2 separate regions of the Sus scrofa genome follow, and region 2 is linked to region 1. A link is a contact called in public HiChIP or PLAC-seq data. All regions are on one chromosome and are shown on one strand. Each heading gives the region's core, a stretch centred on a gene start, on an enhancer-like site or on the middle of the called end of the contact. The rest is flanking DNA. Distances are from core to core; before and after follow the strand shown.

Region 1 (6,525 bases), core at 3,092-5,591:
CCTCAGAATTTCAAAGTGAGTCTCCTGTCGGAACGCACCCATTTTTTTCTTTCTTTCTTTTTTTTCCTAGGGCTGCGCCCGAGGCATATGGAGGTTCCCAGGGTAGGGGCTGAATTGGACCTATAGCCACCAGCCTATGCCACAGCGACAGCAACTTGGGACCCGAGCTGCATCCGCAACCTACACCACAGCTCACGCAACGCTGGATTCTTAACCCACTGAGCAGCGCCAGGGATTGAATCTGCATCCTCATGGATCCTAGTCAGATAGGCTTCTGCTGAGCCACAGCGGGAACTCTCCACCCACATTTTGCAAAGACTGCATACACTAAGTGCTCCAGCTGTTTCATGATTATCAAGATGGGAGTCAGGCGAGCGCACAGAGGAAGAACGTGCCACGAAAGGGCAAATCTTCTCCTTCCAGAAAACAGAAGCCGTTTCCTACTGCTCCTGGGTGACTGCCAAACTACCATCTCCAAAGTCATCTTTTTAAGCAGCGAATACCACCTCCTCCACGAAGCCCTCCGTGACCTCTCTAAAGCAGGTTCAGCAACGCCTCTGACCCTCAGACCCTAACTTATCATCAACCCTGTGGCCTCAGTTTCTCAGCTTTGGTCAATTGGTCTGGTCTGCCTGACCTCCTCCTCACTGAGCTGGAGACTCCTCAAGACACGACTCTGCTCCATTCCTCCATCCACCTGCAGACCTCAGCTAGCACCTGGCACACGGTAGAGTCAATAGACACCTCCTGTCCAGATGGATCAACGAATCAGGGCTTTGCATCCCAGTGTAAAGTCTTGCTGTTCAAAACTGAAAAGTTAGAAAGCAAACTCTCGTCCAACAGAAATGCTTTTTGTCTGATAAGAGACACAGTTTTCCAAATTCCCTGGCTTATGACCTCATTCCACAGTTTAGGCAAAGACTCTAGGCACAGCTGGACAGATCCAAAGATTCTTCCGAGCCCCAGGCTCCACATCACACAGGGAGAGGCAGACTGTCCTTCTCCCAGGCCAGCCGCGGTGCCCTGAGTTTAATGCCTAGGGTCCCTGGCCACTGAATGGAGGGTAGCCATGACGAGGAGCCACAGCAAGCACGACCCCAACAGCTGCCGTTCCACCCTTGTCAGCACAAGACGGGAGAGCCAAGAGGTTATGCTCCTCCACGCAACGGTGCACAGAGAGCTTCTTCCCAGAAAGGAAGGGGTGGATGCCAATAGCTCCAAAGAATTCACTGAAAACGATCGAGAAAAAGCCCAAACATCTTCTACACGCAGAACCCACCTGCAGCCTCCCCGCAAACCCATCTGCCAGCGAAAGAGCCCGTACAGGGCACAGGGCTGCTGGAAATTCTTGGTGCAGTTTCAGCTGGGAATGCAGCCGCCAGGAGCCTTTCCAACGCATGACAAAGACAGACTCCTGGGACTTCCTGTTCCCGCCTCGGTCCCCTGTGCTCCATTCTCAATGCCACGGCCTGGTTAAAACCACCCATCTCCTCATTTTATTCAAGGAAAAGCCACAGGCTTTCCGAGGGCCTCCCAGGCGCTACCTGACTGTCGTTCTCCCTCTGAGCTCAGCTCCTAGGATGCTTTTGTGAATCCTTGAGCAGCGCGGGCCAGAAATGCTCCCTCTGCCAGAAATGCTCTTCGTCACGTGGTCCCAGGCTGTCCTCTGACCTCCTTCAACTCTCTGCTTAAATGTCACCCTCTTAACCAGCCCTTCCACACCCAGCCCACTTAAAATGGCAACTCATGGTCATGGATAAGCAATGAGGTCCTGCTGTACAGCACTGGGAACTCGATCCAGTCTCTCAGGATAGACCACGATGGAAGATGATACAAGAAGGGGAGTGTGTGTGTGTGTGTGTGTGTGTGTGTGTGTGTGTGTGACTGGGGCGCTTTGCTGTCCAGCAGAAATTGGCACAATACTGTAAATCGGCTCTACACGAATAAAAAAACATGCTACTCACGTTTCCATCCCCCAATGCCGCCCTTCTTTTCTCCCCTACAACACTGATCAAATGTGAGCATTTTTTACATCCAGTGTGTAGCTTTTTTCTCCAAAAGGTGGAGCTCCCTAGGGGCAAAGTTTCCTGCTGTTTGATTCACTGATGGCACCACGAGTGGTCTAGACGGACGCCTGCTCCAGAGCAGCCCCCGAGCACCGAGCACCGTGGAGTCGGCGAGTGTATCATCAGCAGGGCTCGTCCTCACTTTGCCGTCCTCCCATGATCCCCGTGTGCTTTTGGCATTTCCCTTAAAGCCGGATCTACATTTGCGGTGAATGTAGAGCCCTTTCAGTGGGAGGCGGGTGGGAGGTAGAATGAATACCACCAGTCATTCTTTCCGCATTTTCAATAGTAAATGCTTTCGTCCCCCCATCGATTAAATCTGCCAAGTGAGAAGAGGTCTCGTCACATCAGTCTTTTAAACTCGGTGTTTTCTAGTGGCTACTAAGCCTGAGGAGTACGATCCTAGGGTGGTTACAGAGCAACCACTGGAGGTGGTTCCCCTCTTTCTCTGGTGTTAGTTGACTGTTACATTTGCCCTTCGCCACCCTGCCAACAAGCTGGTTCTCAAACTGGCAGAAATAACTGGGAACCACTTTGGGCACAGGGCAATCTCCGGGCAAGTTTATTCTAAAAAATTGGGTTGTTTTGTTTTGTTGTATTTAGTGATACAGACCATGTAGGAGAACAGGTTGTTTCTGCAGTTCGATGGTCAAAACCCCTCCAGAGGTTGGACTCAAAACACCGATGGTTCCAAAAAACCTCCACATATCAGGAAGTCCAGCGTGGCACAGAGAAAATACCAAGTGATTAATTATTAAGTTTTCTTTCTAATATCTGGGTCAGATTTTCACCTGCTCTCTCGTACCTTCGCTGGAGAAAAACACTATCTGGAAAGAGCACGCTGCAGTGCCTTGGAGCTGCGTCTGGCTGAGACTGTAGCATTTACATCCCCCTGTTGGCCAGACCCTAACCCCATGGAATGTCTCAGAACAGGGTTCAGGCCATGAAGAGGTCAGCAGTGCTTCGACCAATCACCACCTCGGTGAATTCCGTGTTATACACCGACACAGACATGGTCAGTTACATGGCGCTCACACATCATACATTCATTTTGAAACACCCCTTCGGAGCCACAGCTGCGTGTTCTCACCCCCACGTGCAACCTGCAGACCAGCAGCCACACCCCGCCCCCGTGGGAGCATTCACCTGCTCGCACGCTCACGTGGCGGATGGTGAGCAGGGCATATGCAGGGCAGACATCTGATCTACCGGAAGATGTGTAAGCATCTGGGGACACAGCAAACGCAGGGTGAGAACTCAGCCATGCTGTGGATTCAGGGTCTCACCCTGGAGGGACCACGGGATCAGACGATGGCCCTGCTGGATCCAAATCCTTCCTGCTGAAGGACTTTGAGTAAACAGATGGGCAGAAGGGGACATCCGAGCCTCAGCCTAGTGAGGTCAGACTCACCTGCGCTGCCTCTTAAAGGCTCAGACTCTTTGGTGCCCCTCACCCACCCCCACCCCAGTGATTCTGCCTCTGCAGGTGTGAGAAAGGCTGGAAATCTGCTTTCTGTGACCCTTTGGGACATACACATGCAGGCCATCCTTTGAGAAGCCCATGGTTAAATCTGTTTTGTTTTTAGGGCCGCACCTGTGGCATATGGAGGTTTCTGGGCTGGGGTCAAATTGGAGCTGCAGCTGCAGCCTACACCACAGCCATGGCAACACCTGATCTGAGCCACATCAGCAATCTACGCTGCAGCTTCCAGTAACACTGGATCCTTAACCCACAGATGGAGGCCAGAGATGGAACCTGTATCCTCCCGGACACTAGTTGTGTTCTTAACCCTCTGAGCCAGAACGGGAACTCCCAATCTTTACATTTTAATCAAGCTCATTGAAAGCATCACACTCAGTAAATACTCACAAAACAAACAAACGAAGCTGAGGTCACCTTCGTGACTTTCAACCCATTTCCTTCAGAGACTTCTTTCCCGCTGCCCTTCTGGATTCTTACAGCTTAGATGACATCTGGACTCTCACACCCAACCTGCCCCTAACCTCCATCTGGGGGGACAGCGAACGGAAAGGAAGAGAAATGACGCTGCAGCCACGTGGGCTGCGAGGAGCAGGGACCCTTTCTTCCTCCGGGGACTTTACATCTAGCGTTGGCGCTGCCAGTCCCAGCATCAGTGTCAGGACACGCCGTGATCACTCCAGCCAGGGTGGAGACGGAGCGAGGAAAGCCAGAGGCGCCACGGGCCCCGCGCACTCGCTGCGGCCGCTCCTGACATCTCCCTGGAGTGGAGAGGCGGTTCACGCAAGGTGACAGGGACGGCCCTGGAGCTGCTTGGCACAGGCCGGCCTCCACTTAACGAGTGTTCAGAATCACACTCAGCATGGAGAAATTTCACCCTGACCCTGGATGTCTGCCCCTGGCACCCGCTCACTTACATTTTTACTCAATTACTATTTCTAAGAACAGAGACCAAAAAAAAAAAAAAAAAGAAAGAAAGAAAAGAAAAAAATTGCAGAGCCCCACTGCTCAGCAGTCTTGCCTGGAAGGTCTGGAAGGGTCGGCGGGGTTTTCTCCCAGGCGGGAAGCTGGGTGGGGCGCGAGAGCCTCCCACCGTCCGGGAAGCCGTGCACTGGCTCCTCTTCCTCACCCTCCCGGGCCCTCCTGGTTTTCCCAGGCTCGGGAGGAGCAGGGTGGGTTCCCAGTGTTTTCTCACCAAAGAAAGAGGGAAACGCACAGCCATTCAACGACCGGCAGTAACCCCAAGTGGGAAGGCGTGTCGGGGGGCCCAGAGCTGGGGGAGGCCGCCCTCCCCGCCCACCGGCTTGCGAGGATGAAAGAGGAAAGGGAAATTGATCCGCCGTGTAGGAAGATTATCCAAGAGGATGCGAAAATGCGTGGGGCGGGAATCCGAAGGGAAAGCAAAAAGAAGACCAACCAAAAGAAAAAAGAAAAAAGGTTGGGGTCCCCATGGTGGAGGGTGTGGGGACCAGGCCTGAAGTCAGACTTGGGCACTGGCCCCTCTCAGGGCTCGAGGGCCAAGGCCAAGGCCAAGGCCGTTAGCGCTCCCAGCCCACCGTCTCCTGAGAAGCGGGGTGCTGCTCCTGGCCCTGCCCCGGCGCCCAGGGGGGAAGTTTAGGATGACGAGGCTTAAGCACCAGGGCCGTGGGGGCTAGTCAACAAGGGCTCTCCTTCTCTCATCCCCTGCCCTCGTCTTTTCCAAAAGGCTGGTGAGGAAAAAAAACAAAAAACAAATCACACAATTAACTCCTTGCTTTAGACAGTGAAATACAACAGAAATGTAGAGCTGGAAACCTAACTATAATCCCTCTCACAAAAGGGAGCTTTAAAAGCACAGATTAGATGCTCCACTCTTTGTTGTTGGGTTTTTTTTTTTTTTCTTTTTTTTGGTCTGTTTGTCTTTTTTAGGGCCACACCCACAGCACATGGAGGTTCCCAGGCCAGGGGTAGAATCAGAGCTGTAGCTACTGGCCTACGCCACAGCCACAGCCACACCAGATCCGAGCCGTGTCTGCGACCTACACCACAGCTCACGGCAATGCCGGATCCTTAACCCACTGAGCGAGGCCAGGGATTGAACCCACATCCTTATGGATGCCAGTTGGGTTCACTAACCACTGAGCTATGATGGGAACGCCCAGCGTTTCACTCTTTTTATTCCCCTGGTGGCTTCTAGTCATTCCGAGGCTTTCTGTACTATCTGTACTATAGTAAATGTATATTCTCAATAGAATCAGGTTTTCTTTTCTTTTTTTGATATCTTGATTTTATTTATTTTATTTTTTTGTCTTTTTAGGGCTGCACCAAGGTGTATGGAGGTTCCCAAGCTAGGGTTCCAATCGGAGCTGCAGCTGCCAGCCTACACCGCCGCTCACGAGAATGAGAGGCCAGGGATGGAACCCGAGTCCTTAGGGATACGAAGTAGGGTTCACTACCACTGAGCCACAACCACAACTCCTTTTTTGGGGGGTGGGGAGAAGCCCAGTCTAGGCCACTGTACACCGTCAATAAGCTATTTCATTTCCTGATTCCTTGATTCCTGAGAAGCAAGGTGAGGCATGGTAAAGGCACGGGAGGAGAGCCCAGGACATTAGACAGCTACTGGGTGACAGAATAAACACATGTCTTTTGTCCTTAATTGGCCTTATTCGGGCCTCCCCCGATCGTGAGAACCGGGAACACGCACTCTTCCTCAGGGGCTCCAAAATGCAGCGTCCACCACCACCAGTGACAGTCCCAGCCTCATGGCCTCTGCAAGGATCAGGGAACAAGCTGCACCAGAGGCCTCGCGTGTCAGGATCACCCAAGACCTGTTCTCTGCTGCGGTCTCACTGCCCAGCATCCAATAAAACATGGGCCTCCATAAAGGTTGGCAGAAATGAGTGAGGTTCCAAATTAGGAAGGGTGAGACCTCCGGCTTGGGTAGCTCTGAGGAGCCTGCACCTGTTCGGAGGGCCAGGGCGAAGCAGCATGAGCACG
Region 2 (7,135 bases), core at 4,003-6,502, 540 kb before region 1:
CTCTGGCCTAGGGACGTCCACATGCTGCAGATGCCGCTGTAAAAAGAAAGAAAAAGAATCAAATAGTTCATTTTTAAAGATAAATTTGTGTATCTAGTTCTTTAAATCCTTTTTTGAAAGAAAATGAAATAAGTTCTACCTGGTACTTAGTATGGCAGCAGAAGTATAGGAAGGCAGCTATACATGAATTGAATGATCTGGCATTACTTAGCATAGACCTATGCAATGTGATATTTAAAAATAAATTCTTAGGTCAAACTTAGGGCAAAACAAGTGTGTCCTCAGAAATGAGGCTGCAGGGTCTTTTTTTGAGAGGATCCCTGTGACATGTTGAACTTCTTCCTAAGGCCAAAGGCTGTGACTTACATGCCCCTTAGAGGGCATAACAGCATGTTTTGTTTGGCCAGAGTATGATTCTGAATGCACAGTAGCAGAAAAGGAAAAGCCCTTCGGCCTTTCGGTTTGGCCACAAGATCACGGGCAGTCAGCATTTATTGCCAGGTCAGACCTTAGCTTCTCGAGCCAAACTATCAAGCAAATAGTTCAAGAGGGAATAAGGGCTAGGATTTTAGACTGGGTTCAGAAACACTTGATGGGATCTTTGAGCAAAACAGAAAGACTGACCTGCGGAGCAGCTCGGGCCAGGATGCCTGAGGGCTGGGTTGCTACGTTCACAGGGTTCCGGGCGAGTCAGCATCAGCAGGGAGAGATGAGGGAGGACTGGACAGTCTCGCCTTCAAGGATTGCATAACTCTACTGTCGTTTTTCTCTCTCCGACACTGGGGGAAAACGCTACTCCTGTTTTTCTCACTCATCAAACATGTATTTCCCCAGTGCCCGCTTTGCTCCGTGCCCGGCACTCGGCTGTTCCAGGTGGTGGGGACACAGCAGTGAAGCCAGGTGACTCCTTGGCCTTACATTCTAGAGAGGAAGACAGGCAATAGACAGAAAAGCGTATATGTATGATTTGTCTTATTTTTGTTCATTTTCAGAAAGAAAAGTCAAGGCAAGTTAAAGGGAGGGGAATGGAGTAGGCTTCCAGAAAACTGCCCATTGAGTTAGGGGGGGAAAAAGTTGAGTACCTTGGTATGTACCATTCAGATTATCTTCTAGAACCTCTTTCTAGTCCATTCAACTTTTTAGCTTTCTGAGGCCTTTCTAGACACAGCGGGAGAGAAAGATACTGCTTAATTAAAACCCTGTTTTGCATTGAAATCAGAGCTGGATAAAAGAGGAATTACTAGCTTTGGTCTAGGTGATTTGAAACATAGGAAAGACAACCAGTACTTTTTCTTAATATTAAAAAATTGAAATACAGGGAGTTCCCCTCTGTGGCTCAGTGGATTAAGAATCCAGCTGCAGTGGCTTGGGCTGCGGCAAAAGCGTAGTTCTGTCCCCTGCCTGGCACAGAGGGTTAAAGAATCCAGTGTCAATGCACCTGTGGTGGAGATCACAGCTGCAGCTTGGATTCAGTCCCTGGCCCAAGAACTTCCATATGCCATGGATGCAGCCATTAAAAAAAAAGAAAAAGAAAGAGAGAGAGAGAGAGAGAGAGAGAGAGAGAGAGAGAGAGAGAGAGAGAGAGAGAAAGAAAGAAAGAAAGAAAGAAAGAAAGAAAGAAAGAAAGAAAAAATTGAGGTGTAATTTACACACCATAACATTCATCCTTTCAAAGTATATACATTTCCATGTTTTTTTTAGCATATTTACAAGATGGTACAACCATCATCACTAATTCCCCAAATTTTCATTCCCCTCAAAAGAAACTGTGTCCATTAGCACACCTCTCCTCCCCAAAGTCCCTGAAAACTATTCATCAGTTTTCTGTCTCTATGGATTTACCTGTTCTGGAGATCTCTTATAAATGGATTTCTTATAAATGATTTCTTTCAGTTGGTGTGAAGTCCATCCATGTTGTGCATATATCAGTGCTTCATTTCATTTTATGAATTTTATTCCATTGTATGGAAATACCATATTTAGTTTATCCATTCATCCGTTGGACATTTGGGTTGTTCCCACTTTTTTACTATTATGCGTAATGCTGATATTAAAAATTTGTGTTCAAGTTCTTTTTGGCCACATGCTTTTAGTTCTCTTGGGCACCTACCTAGGAGTGGAATTGCAGACATATGGGAACTCTGTGTAACTTTTTGAGGAACTGCCAGATGGTTTCCAGAGCAGTTGCAGCGTTTACATTCCCAGCAGCAAATATAAAACTTTGAGATTTCTCTGTATCTTCCTCAACATTTGCTATTATATGTCTGTTGATTACAGCCTTTCTAGTAGGTGTGAAGTGGCATCTCATTGTGTGTGTGGTTTTGTTTTGTTTTTGTCTTTTTAGGGACACGCCCGTGGTATATGGAAGTTCCCAGGCTAGGGGTTGAATCAAAGCTGTAGCTGCCAGTCTATACCACAGCCACAGCAACATGGAAACCAAGCTGTGTCTGCGACCTACACCGCAGCTCACTGTGACGCCAGATCCTTAACCCACTGAGTGAGGCCAGGGGTCGAACCCACGTCCTCATGAGTTCTAGTGGGGATTGTTACCACTGAGACATGACAGGAACTCCCTCATTGTGGTTTTGATTTGCATTTTCTTTCTGAATGTTAAATGATATTGGTCATCTTTTCAAGTGCTTATTTGTCATTTATATTTCTTCTTTGGAGAGAAGTCTGTTCAAATCATTTGCCCATTTTTGAATTAGATGGTCTTTAATTGTTGAGATATAAGATTTCTTTATATGTTTCATACACTCTGTAGAAATCATACATTCTTATCAGATAGATGACTTGAAATATGTTCTCCCATTCTGTGGGTGCAGCTAGTCAATTCTGATGGATATACCAGTTGGGAGATATTTGTGGCCTCTTAAAGTAGAAGATTAGCAATCCTCTCTGACTAGTTGGCTTTGGGTATGTACATTCTTAGCCTGTTCTTCCACTTTATATCAGATGAGTGTATCTTCTATGTGTTTGTTGCTCTGGCTACTGCAGTTGAGATTTGTGAAATCCTATTTAGGTATATATCCTGTTATGGCCTGTGTCCTGGTCATGAGTATGGGAAACCTTTAGGGGTCACCAAGTTTATTTATTTATTAAATTTAATTTTATTGGAGTATGGTTGATTTACAATGTTGTATTAGTTTCAGGTTTCAGCAAAGCAATCAGTCACACATATAAATATGTCCATTCTTTTTTCCCATATAGTTTATTATAAACTATTGAGTAGATTTTCCTGTGCTAACCAGTAGGTTCTCATTAATCATTTATTTTGTATAACAGTGTGTATATTCTATTCCCACCCTCCCAATTCTTCCTTCCCTCACAAGGATTTCGCCTGTGGTAACCATAAGATTGGTTTTGAAATCTGTGAGGTTTTTTTTTTTTTCTGTTTTAATAAGTCCCTTTGTATCATTGTTTATTAGATTCCACATGTAAGTTATATCATATGATATTTGTCTATCTCTGACTTACTTCACTCAATATGTTGGTCTAGATTCATCCATGTTGCTGCAAATGGCATTATTTTGTTCTTTTTAAGGCTGAGTAATATTCCATTATATATATGTACCACATCTTCTTTATCCATTCCTTTGTCAGTGGACATTTAGGTTGCTTCCATGTCTTGGCTATTGTCAATAGTGCTGCAGTGAACCTCAGGGTGCATGTATCTTTTTGAATTATGGTTTTCTCTGGATATATGCCCAGGAGTGAAATTGCTGGATTGTATGGTAGTTCTATGTTTAGTTTTTTAAGGAGGTTCCTTAAGAGCCATCCCATGTAAATAAGAATGGTGACATTAGTCAATAGCGTCCCTGAAGACATAAGACATGCAGGAGCTAAAGACAGGGGAAGGGCCTGGAGAAGAGAGAAGGGAGCAGAAATAAGGACGAACACATTTCCTTACAATTTTGCTGAGGATCCGGCTCTAACTTTTCTTTGACCATAAATGAGATGTGCTAGTCGACGCTGTGTATACACGATGCTTCCCTGCCACACTTACAGTACAGGGTAGAGGAGGGTGATGATGCTCGCTTGGTACCTTTCAAAATTTATTTGGCGAGAGAGAGTTAAAAGATGTAATAATATATTTAGCTTGTGGAGAAAAACTTTTTCTTAAAGGTGCAGAGAGAGCCATCTTCTCCATCTCATTGTCTCGTTTCAGATTAATAAAGGAGCATGTGTACAGCAAGCGATTGCATCTGTAATCTGACCTACTAAGGAAAGTCACTGGGTTCTTTAAGACAACTGTATCTAAAGTATCACAGTTGAAAACAAAGCCACCTCCCCCCCAGGGGAAAAAAAACCATCTGTTGATTAACGATTTCTAAATCATTAGGTTGTGTCTGTTCCATAAGAGTGCTTCTGACCCTGTACTTGCTAGATTAATCTGTATCCCTGTGTTGTTAAAATCACCACTTCAATCCAGTGCATAAGAGAGTCAAGCTGGGAGTCAGTTTCGTGAAAATAATACAGCTTCTGTATTATTTTAAAAATCATACTTTTAAAACCAAATACATTCCAAAGAGATAATTGTGTCTGTAATAAGTACTCTAAAAAACATAGGGAATGGTGTTAGTAAGTAAAATCCTGCCTTAAATAAATGGTATTATTGAGGGGGAAAAACCCCTGTCTCCAATCAGAACTTTTTTTTTTGTCTTTTTGCCATTTCTTGGGCCACTCCCGCAGCATATGGAGGTTCCCAGGCAAGGGATCTAATCGGAGCTGTAGCCACCGGCATATGCCAGAGCCACAGCAACATGGGATCCGAGCCACGTCTGCAACCTACACCACAGCTCACAGCAATGCTGGATCCTTAACCCACTGAGCAAGGCCAGGGATCGAACCCGCAACCTCACGGTTCCTAGTTGGATTCGTTAACCACCACTGAGCCACGATGGGAACTCCAGAACTTTTTTTTTTTTTTTTGGTAAGGAAAATGGCAGGACTATACTGGTTTCATGAAAGAGATGGAGAAATCCGGGCGGAAAGGGAAGGTTCTATAGAACTGACCCCGTACAGCAGGGGGAATCACGAAGGTCTCCCTGGACTCCTCTTGTTGGATAACGCCCCACTGGCAAGTACACTTAGCCAAAGTGCACAGATTATTAGCCAGTTTTGTTTTTTTTAAAATGAACTTTGGCACTGGGTGAAATTCATGGGAAAGACAGGCCAGCTTTACTCATGTGGCTGGGTGGACTGGCCCAGCTCACAGCTGCCAAGCGTTTCTGTTCAGATTGTTGGCCATCTAGCTCGAGAGCCCCTGGAAGGGAACCTGTGTCATCTCCGTGTCCTGTCCCGGGCCTGGCACCCCTTTGGCGCTCTCGAAATCTGTGAATAATGTCTGCCTACACAGCTGAGAGAAATGCGTCATCTTCTCAATTGGGACATGTCATCGCTTCCGTGCCCTCCGTACGGTGCATGCCGGCCATGGGGGGCTTAAATGAAAGTGCACTTGTGCTTGTCAAAATGTCCCCAAAAAGAGACGTGGGGTTTGGAGGCAACCCCCTCTCCACCTCTCACAAGAGCAGCTCAGAGACAAGAGTGCTACAGTTCTGTGTTGAACTTGAATTTGCAGTCGGTTCCAAGGCACAATAATGCCTTCTCTTGGTTGTTTTTTTCTTTTCACATTACAGTACTTCATTATTGCCACAGGGGGAACTGTTGGCTTAATTTTGCTTTAGAGACACTGCTGCTGAAATTATTAAACTAATGATTTATGCCCCCAGTGATACAGCAATCTCTTGTGCTTAAAATGGTTACTATGTTTTGTTTACTGTTTATAACTACCAGTGGTTATGCCACGAAAAGCCCCTGCCAGCTTGCAGGGTTTATTTATCCCTGTGGATCTTTAGAAACCACTGATTAATATAGAAAAAATTTGAATGGTTTATATTTTTAAAAATCCCATAAGCTATGAATTAAACCACTGTGCTGTGCTCTATAGGAGGAAAATTTCAGTGAGAATAAACAATGGATGTCAAAACCTCCTGCCTCTCGTATTTGCTTCTGGTTGTATCAAAGTGGAAAGTAGGAGTGCTTTTCAGGAATACCGTACTGTGACTCCATCAGCTTTGGCCTCTGAGATCACCAGCATTTCCCCTTGGGTGCCGCACATTTTACCATATTAAGGAACCAATTTGCTGAGAGAAATGTTGCACATGTTTAAAGGCCGTTAAGTTTGATGGCTGGCAGAACGCTCCCATTTAGCCCCAAGGCCGGACCTTGGTGAAAGAAGGCTTTACTACCAGCCTGCATTTTTGTTTTGTTTTGTTTTGAAGTTTGCTTTTTGTCACCAAAGGATGACACAAGGCAGATGAACCTTGGGGCAGGGAGGGCTGTGATTTGTGAGTGTTGATTTGTTTAAAATGGCAAAACGGTTCTTACACAAATGTGTAAGTCTTGACCCTGTTGCCTGTCCAAGAGAAAGAGAGAAAACATCGCTGTCGGTTTGGGCAGTTTCAGCCCAATCCTCCACCTTCAGTCTTAGGCATCACTTGCGGGTACTTCCATTGCACCTGTCTGCGGGCTCCTGAATGAGCTCCATCAGTCCATCTGGCTTTGTTTCTGCTGCAGGATAGCCTGTCCATCTCCCCTACCCCACCCCTGCCGTCTGCTCCGTGTCCCCAGTCCTTCAGTCATGGGCCAGCTCTGATGTTCACCCAGCACCTTTATTCTGTGGTCTGATGTGGTCCCTTCGAACCATGGCGTGCTCTTCCCTGAGGCGCCCCACACACCAAGCCAGGCCATGGTACTGGGGCTGGGTACAGGGACAAAACGTTTTTCAGTCGGGCGGTGGTGTCTGTAAATACGACGAACGTGGACCATCCTGACTTGAGCAAATTAATTTGTAAGCAAGAAAGAGAACAAGGCCCTGAGTATGGGAACAAAGCAGCAGTCATAATGTGAACATCTGTGTACAGCTTTATCCTCGGATATTCCCTGGGCACAGAACTTTCCATACCAAAATGCAGTCAGACGTTTAAGAGAAAGATAAGTTGGTCATTGAAACACCACACCAGGGAGTAATAAGAACTCTTTCATTCTTCCTCATAATGCACTCTTTTCCTTCATGAAGATGCAAATTTTAGCCATAAAAATAGTCACAATATTATAACCCATGTGAATATGG

What was found. HiChIP or PLAC-seq counts read pairs in DNA pulled down with a chosen protein or histone mark.
Region 2: a contact with region 1 is called in an H3K27ac HiChIP or PLAC-seq map of skeletal muscle, with 13 times the contacts expected there. The contact joins two enhancer-like sites. A contact is called at or near these places in 1 of 47 Hi-C or Micro-C datasets (embryonic fibroblasts) and 1 of 2 datasets of contacts at active chromatin or transcription factors (skeletal muscle).

What each region holds. Positions count from the first base shown.
Region 1 is chr10:8,322,752-8,329,276 of Sscrofa11.1, reverse strand. All of the region lies in intron 1 of TGFB2 (transforming growth factor beta-2), which reads right to left. Among named protein-coding and RNA genes, the nearest start is that of TGFB2, 20 kb to the right of the region's middle. Within about 2 kb of position 4,341, at least 5 of the 83 cell types and tissues checked have an H3K27ac peak or open chromatin away from gene starts, as enhancers often do. A contact at or near this core is called in skeletal muscle, where this site is marked.
Region 2 is chr10:8,867,573-8,874,707 of Sscrofa11.1, reverse strand. The region is part of intron 2 of LOC102164422; the gene reads left to right. Among named protein-coding and RNA genes, the nearest start is that of LYPLAL1, 75 kb to the left of the region's middle. Within about 2 kb of position 5,252, at least 15 of the 83 cell types and tissues checked have an H3K27ac peak or open chromatin away from gene starts, as enhancers often do. A contact at or near this core is called in skeletal muscle, where this site is marked.